Regions from separate parts of the Sus scrofa genome. Here all the other regions are linked to region 2. The links are chromatin contacts, called in public Hi-C and HiChIP or PLAC-seq maps. All regions are on one chromosome and are shown on one strand. Each heading gives the region's core, a stretch centred on a gene start, on an enhancer-like site or on the middle of the called end of the contact. The rest is flanking DNA. Distances are from core to core; before and after follow the strand shown.

Region 1 (3,696 bases), core at 453-2,952, 150 kb before region 2:
AATCACAGCTCTGATAAAGTCTCACAAAACTTCTGGACCTCCCTGTGGCTCACTGAATAGAGACCCAGACTCAAGCCTCTCTGTGACCCAGCCCCCACCTCCCCCACGGCTCCCCTCCCCACCAGGTCCCCAGCCTGCCAGGCTACCCACATCCTCAGGAGATGCTCTGCTCTCATGCCTCTGTGTCTTCACTCAAGCTTTTCCCGGCCTGGACTCCACAGTCCCTTCCACATACATCAATCCCCTTCTCTGTTAAGCCCGCCTCAAAGGCCACCTCCTCTAGGTCTCCTGCCATCAGTCAGAATCCCTCCCTCAGCTCACAGCTTAGCCACTATTTCATCCTGCCCTGTCCTTGTCACCAGCCTTTGGATTATTTGAAGACACAGACCATCTTGTTCATCTTTGTCTACATATTTGTTAAATGGATGTGACCCCAGGAGATACAACCAGGACAACAGATGGATCTTCCGGAAGGCTTGAACTCCACCTGAGAAAGAACTTGTAATGACGTGAACAGTTTGATGCCAGTTCCTGAGGGTCCTTGCCACCTCGGGGCATCTTCCGTGGGGCTGGATGAGCATCTATAAAGTCGCTGAAGTCCCCAGTTAGGCAGGTACTGACCACTGTCCTTCCTTCCCCAGCCTCTTTCTCCCCAGGAGAACCTGATCCCCACCAAGCCTACTGGCCTGCAGTGCAGACCCATGGGGCCCCATGAGGCTGGCTGGCCCCCACCAGAGGTGAGTGATGGTTGACAAGCAGGAGTTTTTGTCAGTGGCCTTCACTGTCTGAATACGAGAAGTAACTGAGGCCCCCTGCTCCAGGCTAGCCTACCTCCCACCTCTGATGACCATGTCCTCAGAAGAACCAGCCCCTCCTTGATGTGCCCACACTCTCTTCCCTCGCCTCATCCACATCTGTGCTTCCAGCCTCGTGGGCTACAGGAAGCGGCTTATCTATGAGCTAGCTGAATGTCTACAATGTCAGGTTTGTCCCCAGCCTGGGCTCCCCGGAACAGTGCCTAGCTCCACAACTGACATGTGTAAATGCTCAGAAGGTGTGTTTGCTTTCCATGCCCTACCAGGCACACACGAGCGGGCAAATGCCCCCTTGTCCTTCTTCATGTGCTCTTGGAAAAGAACCTGTGAAGCCCATTCCAGTCAAGAAGCCGTGACTGAGGCTTCCTGCCCCTGCTGTCCCTGGGGGAAAAGTTACTGTTTAAAATCAGACAAGCTTGACTTACTGATTGCATTGTGGATAAGCATACTATTGTGGTGCTTTTTGTTTCTCTCTTGGCTGGTTGGGATGGAGAGGGAAGAGAAGGATTTTCTAGAGTCTGGACTCATGGCCTGGTGGTGCCTCCAGACTGTTAAGAGTTTGGCAAGGTCCTCTAATTTGTACCTTTCAAGACCATCGACTCTGGCTTCCTCCCCGACCAGGAAGCATCCATCAGCCAGTTTCAACGCTATCAGCTTGGTTATTGGAACAGCCTGAGAAAGCCATGACCCAGGGTATCAGCTGGGGAAATATCCAAGGCTTGGCTCGTCTCCTGCCAACTTCTATGTCCCCTGAGCTTTCTCATTTCCGCTCCTTCCTAGGGCTGGCTGAGGTCTTGACCTTCTGAAAGACTGCAGGGTCAGCCAGCCCATCTGAAATTTCCCCTTCATGTGTATGAAAGGTGATACGTCCAACTGTGAACACATACAGGCCACATCCTTATGACTCAGCAGATGTGGCTTTTCTCAACTCTGTCCCCTGGAAAGTCAAATAGACCAGTCTCAAAGGTCTGACAGCATTAGAACAGAGGCTGCAAAGCCTGGGCCAGAGGCACTTCCCCATAAGTCCTTTTGGACAAAACCAGATACCCAGATACACCCACACAGAGACAGATGCACACACCCAGACACATAGTCAGATGTACACACAGAGAAACAAAGAGACACACACAAACAAAACTCAGACACATCCATGAATGTGTGGGCACATGCGTGCATGCACACACACACACCCAAATACACACACATAGAAGCAGATGCACACACAGAGATATTTAGAAATACCCAGAAACACAGACATAACACACATACACACTCTCTTCTAAAAGACTCATCTAGAGTCAGATCTGTCCTCTGTACCTGACCTTGAACACCCCTTTCGACCCCAACAGGTAGCTGCTGGCTCTCTGACCTGGAACCTGGGTCGCAATAGCTAGAGGTAGGGAAAATGACAAACTCCAGATTCATCACATGACTAATTCAACACCCAGAAAAGAAGTTTTACTCTTTTGTTTGGTGACTTTCCAAGTCCATTCATGCGAAGGCATAAGGACAAGGAAACAGAACAGCAACCCAGACTTTCTTTCCCCTTCTCTTATTGGAAGCTTCATTTGTCAAGGCTAGACAAAAGTCTGACCCACAGTAGGCTTTCCGTTCCAAGGCATATTATACTAAGTAGGTCCCTGGAGAACAGGAATGCCATTAGCGTTTTGGCTTCTTGCCAGTGTGAAGTCCTGCAATTCTCCTTGACATTTTGGATCAACCAAGGAAAGAGAAGTCATTCATTAACTCTGTCCATAAATACTTGCTCAACACCCACAGACACTGTACACAATCCGGCATCAGAGAGTCGCAGTCCTGCTCTCACAGATCTTATTGCCCACGAGAGGAGGCAGACATCAAAAAATCAATAATTTTTTGCCTTTTAGGGCCGCTCCTGCCGTATATGGAGTTTCCCAGGCTAGGGGTCAAATTGGAGCTACAGCCACCGGCCTACACCACAGCCACAGCAACATGGGATCAGAGTGGCATCTGCGACCTACACCACAGCTCATGGCAACACCAGATTCTTAACCCACTGAGCGAGGCCAGGGATCGAACCTGCCTCCTCATGGGTGCTAGTCAGATTTCTTTCCGCTGAGTCACGACAGGATCTACCGAAAAACTCAAATAATTCTTAAAGTAAATGTGTGTTATGAGCCAAACTGGGTCTTCTACCTCTCCCCTCCCCTCAGCCCCAATTCTTCTGTTGAAGTCCTAACCCCCACACCTCATTACTACGGGACTGTACTTGGAAGTAAATGACCTCCTTCAAGAGGTCATTCATGTAAAATGAGGTCTTATGGGTGGGCCCTAATCCATTAAGTCAGATGAAAACACAGGGAGAAGGTGGTTATCTACAAGCTGTGAGGAAGTTGGAGTTCCCGTCATGGCGTAGTGGTTAACGAATCTGACTAGGAACCATGAGGTCGAGGGTTCGATCCCTGGCCTTGCTCAGTGGGTTAAGGATCTGGTGTTGCTGTGAGCTGTGGTATAGGTTGCAGATTCGGCCCAGATCCCCATTGCTGTGGCTGTGGTGTAGGCCGGCAGCTGAAGCTCCGATTCGACCCCTAGCCTGGGAACCTCCATATGCCGTGGGAGTGGCCTTATACAAAGGCAAAAAGACAAGCCTTGAGGAAGTTAATTGCTGTTGTTTAAGCCACCCCATCTGTGGTATTTTGTCATGGCCACTCTAGCAAGCTGATACAGCATCTTAAATAACAAAAGAAGGAAACAAGGTGGGGGGCAAATACTCTTGCATTTACTTCTTTAAAGAGCTGGTGTGCCCCTTGAGGTGAGCTTCACCATCCTGAACAAAAACACAAAGTTGCAGTAAGCCTCCCTCTCAGCACCCGACTCCTGCAGGGCTCTGTTCCTGCCTCCT
Region 2 (3,612 bases), core at 671-3,170:
GGAAGAGAAACCAGAGAAGATCCACCTTATCTACACTATATGTTGGGGTTCTGGGTAAGAATTCGTGGGAGGAAGTATTTGAAACCCACTACTATCTGGTCCAACCCACTTGTTTTATAAAAGAAGGAAACTGAGGTCCAGACAGCAGAAGGAACCTGCTAAAAATCACACAGCTAGCCCACTCCAGCCGCTCTTACCCTGGCTTCTGTTACGAGCACCCTCAACTCTCCAGTGCTGGCACCAAGGCTGGGAAGTCAGTGGCCTCCTGAGGGACAACCACAAGCAAGCTTCAAGGACAGAAGGATAATCCCATAAGGGACTTTCCATCATCCTAAGGCTTCTTCTTCATGGGTCCCAGCTCCCTCTGCCAAACTCAGAGATGCTCACCCAGGGCAAGTCTGTGAAATGGGTGTGATTGTCCCCTGATGCCCTACATCAAGAATCATCACATTTGGGCTCTGAGGAGGCTGACAACAGAAGGGAGAGGCACCTAGCATTACAGAGCCTCACCATGCCCTGGAGGCTCTCACCCGCCCCAATCTCTGATGAGGAAACTGGGGCTCAGAGAGGGTCAGCCACCTACCTGGGCTGACATGAGAAAACTGTTCCTGGTGAAGGTCCAGCTCCACTTGGCACCTGCACCTCCTCACCTAGGGAGGCCTTAGGGAGGTGGTCAGGGTCAGTTCAGGTCTTGTTCCTGCCAGTGGGAAACTTGTCCCAGACCAGTACACACCCACCCACATCCACATACCCCTGTACCCCCTGCCCAAGCCTCTCCCAAAGCTGCTGAATGAGGTCGCTTCAGGTGCTAAAAACATATCTTGGGAGATGGGTGTTTTGGGAAAGAACAGGACTCTGGAAGTGACTGTGAAAAAGCCAAGACGCCAGGACCCCTCGGTCACTAGGACTCTCCCAGGAAAACCCTACAGGGAGGCAGTTGAGAAACAGTGTCAGAAACCACAGACCCCAGCTGCCCTGCACTGGATTCTAGAGTACAAGGTACAAGGGCTGTGCTCTATCCACCTTTCCCCAGGGTCCTTCCCACCTGTCAGTGAGGCAGCCAACTAAGTATGTTCTCTTCCAGTGCCCACTCCTAGCCTACCCCCACCTGCCCTGGCCTCTGCTCAACTCTCCTGGCCTCCTCTCCTCCTCCCTAAAGTGAGAAGACTAATTTCCACCTTGCAGAGTTACAGTGAGCATTTAGCCAGACCCACACCTGCCATGAGACATCCACAATGCCTGGCCCAGAGCTGGGTCAACTGTTGACAACCCCCCTCCCCATGCTGGGGTAGAAAGCCCAGCCTGTTGCAGACCTACTGGCTGCCCCATGCCCACCCTGACTCTGCCCCAGGCCAGGCTCCCCACCCCGGGGACCACAGCTTCGTCCTGCCACAGAGAAAGCCTCCTCGCATCACCTCCTCACTCAAGGGGGAGAAGGAAGTATTCGAGAAGGCTGATGTTAAGGAAGACCTGGCCCTCTCCTCCCAGTGCTCTCCCCCCGCGGCAAGGGGTCTTAGCGTGATGGAAGCCAGTCTCCTACAATCCTCCCTAAGCACCTGGCCTCTGCCCGCAGCTCCCACCCGATCCCTCAGGTCAAAGTGCCAGACTTCGGACCGCGCCCTGGGGGAGCAGTCGGGTGCCGGCCAGAACGCCCAAAGCCAAGGCCGGTCATACCCCGGGGGAGCGGCATCAGGGACCCGGCGGCGCACTCAAGGGTAGGAGAACACGCCTCGGAGTAGTTTGCCCCCGCCAGCCCCACTCCCAGCCCCCTCTCCACACGCCCTGTCCCTCCCGTCGAGCCCGCAGACGGACACTACTCACGGCGGTAGTCTGAGCGGCAGGCGGTGGGCACGAGGGGCTCGGCGGGGCGTGCGGCCCTCGGCTCAGATCTGCTCGCTGCGCGCCCGCCCGCGGAGCGTCCGAGGAGCCGAGGGGGCGGGGCGGCCGGCCTGGTCCCAGGCGCCGGCTGGAGGCGCTCCCCGAGGCCCGAGAAGGGACTCGGGGCGCCCCCTGCCGGGAGCCCCCTCCGGCCAGCCCTGGGGTGAGGACCTAGTGTCTTCTGCCGGGTCAGGGTGAGCACCTCAGAGCCCCTGCGGATTCCAGGAGAGGGGGCAAGAGACAGAGTGGCAGGAACCTCAGGGCGTCTTCACTGGATCTGCTGCCCTTACAGCCTGTGTGTCTTTGGGCAAGTCACATAGCCAGGCATGATCGCTCAGAAAGTGGTATTTCCGGGAGTTCCCATTGTGCTTCAGCGGTTAAGGAACCCTACTAGCACCCATGAGGACGCAGGTTCGATCCCTGGCCTCACTCAGTGGGTTAAGGATCCAGCGTTGCTGTGGCTGTGGTGTAGGCCGGCAGCTGCAGCTCCAATTTGACCCCTAGCCTGGGAACCTCCAAATGCTGCGGGTGTGGCCCTAAAAAGACGAAAAAGACAAAAAAAAAAAAAAAAAAAAGGAGAGAGTGGTATTTCCTTGTCTCCTGTTATCCCGTTATCACACAGGCGCCCCAAGAGGAAGTCCCACCAGGGAATAGGCCCCTTGCAACGACAACGCACAGATTCTGACACACAGATTCCTCTGGAAAACTAATCATCCACGTTTCACAGTGGGGTGGGGGGAGACTCACCTCATCACCCCACCCCATCCACTCACACCCCCTGCAACACACCATTTGGGAGCAGCCTGACCTCTATGCCCCCAGTCCTGCCCAGCGCGTTGGTGAGTGAAGCTTCACATCGCCCTCAAGTCTTCCCTAATAAAAGATTGGAAAGTGGAGTCCTCTTCCCTTCTTCCTTCTGTCCAAAATCCCAGGAGGAAAAAGGAATGAGAGTGGAAGGGGTGGTAAGAGGAAGGAAGTGGAAACAGAATTTAATCCAGGTCTTCTTATTTCAAGACAAGAGGCTGTTTAGGGACAAGAGGCTGTTTAGGGGAAGATGAAGATCCCTTCCCCGAGCCTCCATCCCTAAGTCATCTGGGGGATCCTCAAAAAAGTGTTAGAGTAAATATGGTTAGACTCAGAGTCCTACATTTGGTTCAAAGCGCTGCCATGCGATTTCAGATGGCTGTAATCTTGGGCATGGCACCTGAACTCAATCTTTATCAGTAACATAAGCAACCACCCATTCTAACAGCATCTAATGGAGCTTTATGGGGCTGAAATGAGACAGACTGTGTAAGATGCACCTGGAGGACCCTCACCTTGGTGGGCAACCTCCCATTCCCCACTTGAGCCTTTCTGGACACTGGGGTATTGACAAGTATAGATGAACCAGCCCTCCCACCCCCAGCTGACCCATACCGCAGCACCTTTGACACGCTATAGAAAGATCCCAGTGCTTCCTCGTTTATCAGCTTGACAATAATATTCCAGGACAGTGCAGGCTCTGAGCGACCTCCCCCAGGAGCATCAGTCTACCTTGAATAGAGTAATATCCAAGACCAGATGTGGCTTTCCAAGTCAGTGTGCACAGGACAACCACTGGTGAGACTTCACCAGCATGAAGATGCCCTTCATCCTCAGACCACCCTCAAAACACCTCCTCCCCCTTTTCCAATTATCTATTGCTGTGTAACAAACTGCCCCAGCCTTGGTGACATGAAACAGTCTTGTCAG
Region 3 (3,558 bases), core at 265-2,764, 210 kb before region 2:
ATGAAACAAACAATGTCATATAATGATTTTGGTCTAAAAATAACCAATGGAAACCAATTTTACAAAACCTTGAGGTAAACAGGTTTCTTCCCACCATGAATAATCAAAGTTTATCTACTTTCCACAACCACTACTCACTATCAGATCCCACCACAGGCTGAAATGTAACAACACATATATACTAGATCCAAGTAGATAATAATTTCTAATTAAAAAAAAAAATTTAGCTAACAATCATATTGGAAGAAGGCCCAATGAAAGAGAGAGTGATGAATGAGTACAGCCAGTGATAATGAACAAGTAACCAATTTTAATCAAGCAGGCCTAAGAAGTGACTTAAATAAATCACTTTTGCAACATATATAGAAAGAGGAAGTCTCAGTCAAGGATAAGCCAAACACTATTTGAAAAAATTAAGTGCTAGGAAATACACCAAAATATTAATCATGAAATAGAAATGTAATTACAAGAATGGATTTGGTATTCCTATTATTGAGTATCCATATTTTCTACAGTAATGCAGAAATTATTTTTAAATTAAGGCAAACTCCGTCCCTGTGTTTCACAGTTCTCTAGGACACACAGCATGTCTTTTACATAACCTCCTGGGAGAGATGGTACCAGCTTCAGTCCTCCTCGTGTCTCCCACGAACCTGCCACCCATCAAAGAAAGAGTTTCACCATGTTCCGTGGGACAGCTCCTGTCATCATCACCCTCATCTCACCCCAGAGACTGAACAATGCATCTCGTCTCCCCTCCTGGGAGGAGAAGCTTTATAAATTGTTATTTTATAGAGACGGAAGACTTGAAGAAAGGTTTACCAGATGATGAGCTGTGCCCACCCAGAAGCAGAGAAAAGGGGAAAGACATGTCGTCCCAACCTCCACCCCTCAAAAAGCTACCGGTGACGGGGGGCACCGGTGTCGCGGCTCTCCTCAGATCCCGAAAGAGAGTCGGGCCGCCACCCCACCCCCTCCCCCGGTCCAAGCCCCAGCGGGGGCGGGGCTCTCGTTAGCGGATAAAGGGGTGGGGGAAAAGGTCAGAAACGCGACCCCCGAGGGCCAAGGGACAGGTACAGCAAGCCGCCGGAGGGGCGGGTCCCTCCGCCCTCACGGCCGAGCGGTTCGGCTTTTAACGCGTCTCTGTAGGCGCCCGGGCAGCAAGAGGCCTTTGGGGGCCAGGGAGCCGCACCGCGCCGGGAGGGTTTCCTCAGGCCTTCGCCTGCATCCCACTCGGGACCCCGGCGACCCCTCTCGGCTGCGGCTCCCGAACGGCCCCGGCCGGCCTTGCCGGGCCGGCGGGGCGCACGCACAGGCGGCCAAGAGTGCAGAAGAGGAGGCATTACCATACGCTGCTCCAGAGCTGGCGGCGGTGGGGCGCGGCTCCGGCGACCCGAGCCCGGCTCGGCAGCGGCTGCGGCGGCCGCGTCCTTTATTTTTGCTGCAGCAGCGGCGACTTGTCAAAGGGAAAGACGTAAGAGGCGGTGGCAGCGGCGGCAGGCGAGTCTCGCGGGATTTGGGCAGAACTCTCGCGCAGTCTCGAGCCCTCGCCCCGCCCCCAGGTCCATCGCGGGAGGCCGAAGGGGTTGGGGGAGGAGCGCTCCCGGGCGAGTTTGCAGGAGAACGGGAAAAGGGAATGATGTTTAATGAGTAGCGATGGGGAGCGCAGATTCTAGGTATTCCTCGCCACCGCACAGCCCTCACCGTTCAGTCCTCGCGGAGTCTGGACAGCTCGGTCCGTCCGTGGGGATCGGACTGTGCCTATGAGGCACAATTGGGGACGTTTCACAAAGGACAGTGAGGAGAGGGGGCTGCCAGCCAGCGCGCCCCGTTTTCCTCGTTGCTTCCCTCGTAGTGGGCGTGGATGACCCCACTGTCCCGCTCCCTGGTGCTGAAGGATGGAGCGAGGCGTGAAAATGCTGGCTGCAGGGGCTAGGCGACCACACCCCTTTATCTCAGACTTGCACCACGCGCTCTGAGTTCTTTATCTCCCACGACAGTCAGTCCTAGACTTCTGGCCGGTTAAGTTCAGTCATATGAAAGCGTTTCATTTGACTTCTATCTCATTATTAATGTCTTTACGCCGCAGGACTGCCAAAACCCTACAAATGCTGGGGCCTGCGACGACTCTGTTTTCTGCTGAGGAAAACGGAGGTAAATTATATCCTGGATCCTGACTTCGACCTCTACAATGAAGGGACCGTGACTGGCTTAGTCATCACTGTGTCCTCAGCACCTAGCCCTGGTCCATTGTTGAATGAATACACCTGTCGCTGTCTTCCTTCTGTACCTGTTCTTACTCCTAGACTCCTCATTTCTAGCCACCTTCCTGGTATCCTTCGTTGGAAATATTCTAACGAGCACCGATTATGTGCATCTATTTCTAGTAAACTAGAAATGCGGGAGTGGGTGTGTGTAGAATGATGTCATTGTTGCCAGTGCTTTACGGTCTGGGTATCTTGTGTGAAGCTGAGACGAGGTTAACAGGCTCTCTAGCCATTCTCATTTTAACTTGTTGATCATGTAGGCATCTGTGCTACTCAGGGCATCCCTTGACATTCTGTTTTTCTTGGATTTATAAAACTTTACTAGGACTTTCCTTATTTCAAAGACCAAGTGAGACATTTTCCCCTTTGCCCTCTCCTTAGTTTCCACCCTCAGGGCAATGTAGAAAGGAGAATTGAATACAACTGAGACCAATTGCATACTCTTATCAAATACAAATAATGTCACAAGTAAGCCCTGAATACCTTCCGCCTTCTCTTTAACCATTCCACCCCTTCTCTGACCACTCTTTAATATTTAAATCAACTTCTGATGCAGTTTCATTGTCAGCACCATTCTCCAAACTCTACCAGTTCATTTTATTAAGATTCTGCCCCACCGCCTCCTCCTCGCACAAATGTTGGAGATAGAGGGGTGAGGAGGATAAAGGGAACTCAAGGTCAAGACCTCAGCTCTGCAGGCTCTTGCCCTGATAGTCCTCTGAGCTGCACACTCTGGCCATACTAGTCAGCTACATCTTTCCTCACACATGCTCAATCCCCATTTCATGCCGCACATCCCACAGTCCTACAGCTGAACCAGGTCCCAGGTGGAGGAAGTGGAAAATCAACAGAAAAAAAATTTTTCATCTTTCATCTGCATATAGGAAATATGTGGCTCCTGCATAAATAGGGTTAAGTCAAAGGTGAAAGGAACCAGCAGAGGAATGAAGTGTGAATGCGGGACTGGGAGAAACTTAAAAGGATTCAGGGAGTAAATTTGTTTTGCCTTTGGCACTTGGCTCAGAAAACAAACTTCTTCAGTATTCAGAAAAGGGCTCCAGAGCAGGGCTTCTATCCTAGTGTCTCCTGAATTTGCAGGTTTTTGGCCTCAGGTTACACTGCCTTTCTGAACTTCTTCTCACATCTATAAATGGGACTGACATTGGGTATCTTGCCTGACTCAGAGTTTCATGGAAGTCAGATAACATAGGAACGTACTTGTAAGCCTAAAACTCTCTATAAGTGTAAGGCATTATTTTCATTCATTCATTTAACAGATCTTTGTTGAATG

What was found. Hi-C and Micro-C count contacts between places; a contact is called where the count stands out from the background. HiChIP or PLAC-seq counts read pairs in DNA pulled down with a chosen protein or histone mark.
Region 1: a contact with region 2 is called in an H3K27ac HiChIP or PLAC-seq map of skeletal muscle, with 9 times the contacts expected there. The contact joins the enhancer-like site here to the promoter of DAPK2 in region 2. A contact is called at or near these places in 1 of 5 promoter capture datasets (liver), 9 of 47 Hi-C or Micro-C datasets (embryonic fibroblasts, epiblast stem cells, heart right ventricle and 3 more) and 1 of 2 datasets of contacts at active chromatin or transcription factors (skeletal muscle).
Region 3: a Hi-C map of skeletal muscle shows a contact between it and region 2, with 2.2 times the contacts expected there. The contact joins the promoter of HERC1 here to the promoter of DAPK2 in region 2. A contact is called at or near these places in 1 of 5 promoter capture datasets (liver), 3 of 47 Hi-C or Micro-C datasets (embryonic fibroblasts, heart right ventricle and skeletal muscle) and 1 of 2 datasets of contacts at active chromatin or transcription factors (skeletal muscle).

Annotation. Positions count from the first base shown.
Region 1 is chr1:108,141,202-108,144,897 of Sscrofa11.1, reverse strand. No RefSeq gene overlaps it. Among named protein-coding and RNA genes, the nearest start is that of HERC1, 63 kb to the left of the region's middle. Within about 2 kb of position 1,702, at least 19 of the 83 cell types and tissues checked have an H3K27ac peak or open chromatin away from gene starts, as enhancers often do. A contact at or near this core is called in liver and skeletal muscle, where this site is marked.
Region 2 is chr1:107,995,613-107,999,224 of Sscrofa11.1, reverse strand. It overlaps DAPK2 (death-associated protein kinase 2), which reads right to left and starts at 1,920. Exons shown (of 12, transcript NM_001243563.1): 1 at 1,822-1,920.
Region 3 is chr1:108,204,128-108,207,685 of Sscrofa11.1, reverse strand. It overlaps HERC1 (probable E3 ubiquitin-protein ligase HERC1), which reads right to left and starts at 1,514. Exons shown (of 78, transcript XM_021094078.1): 1 at 1,347-1,514.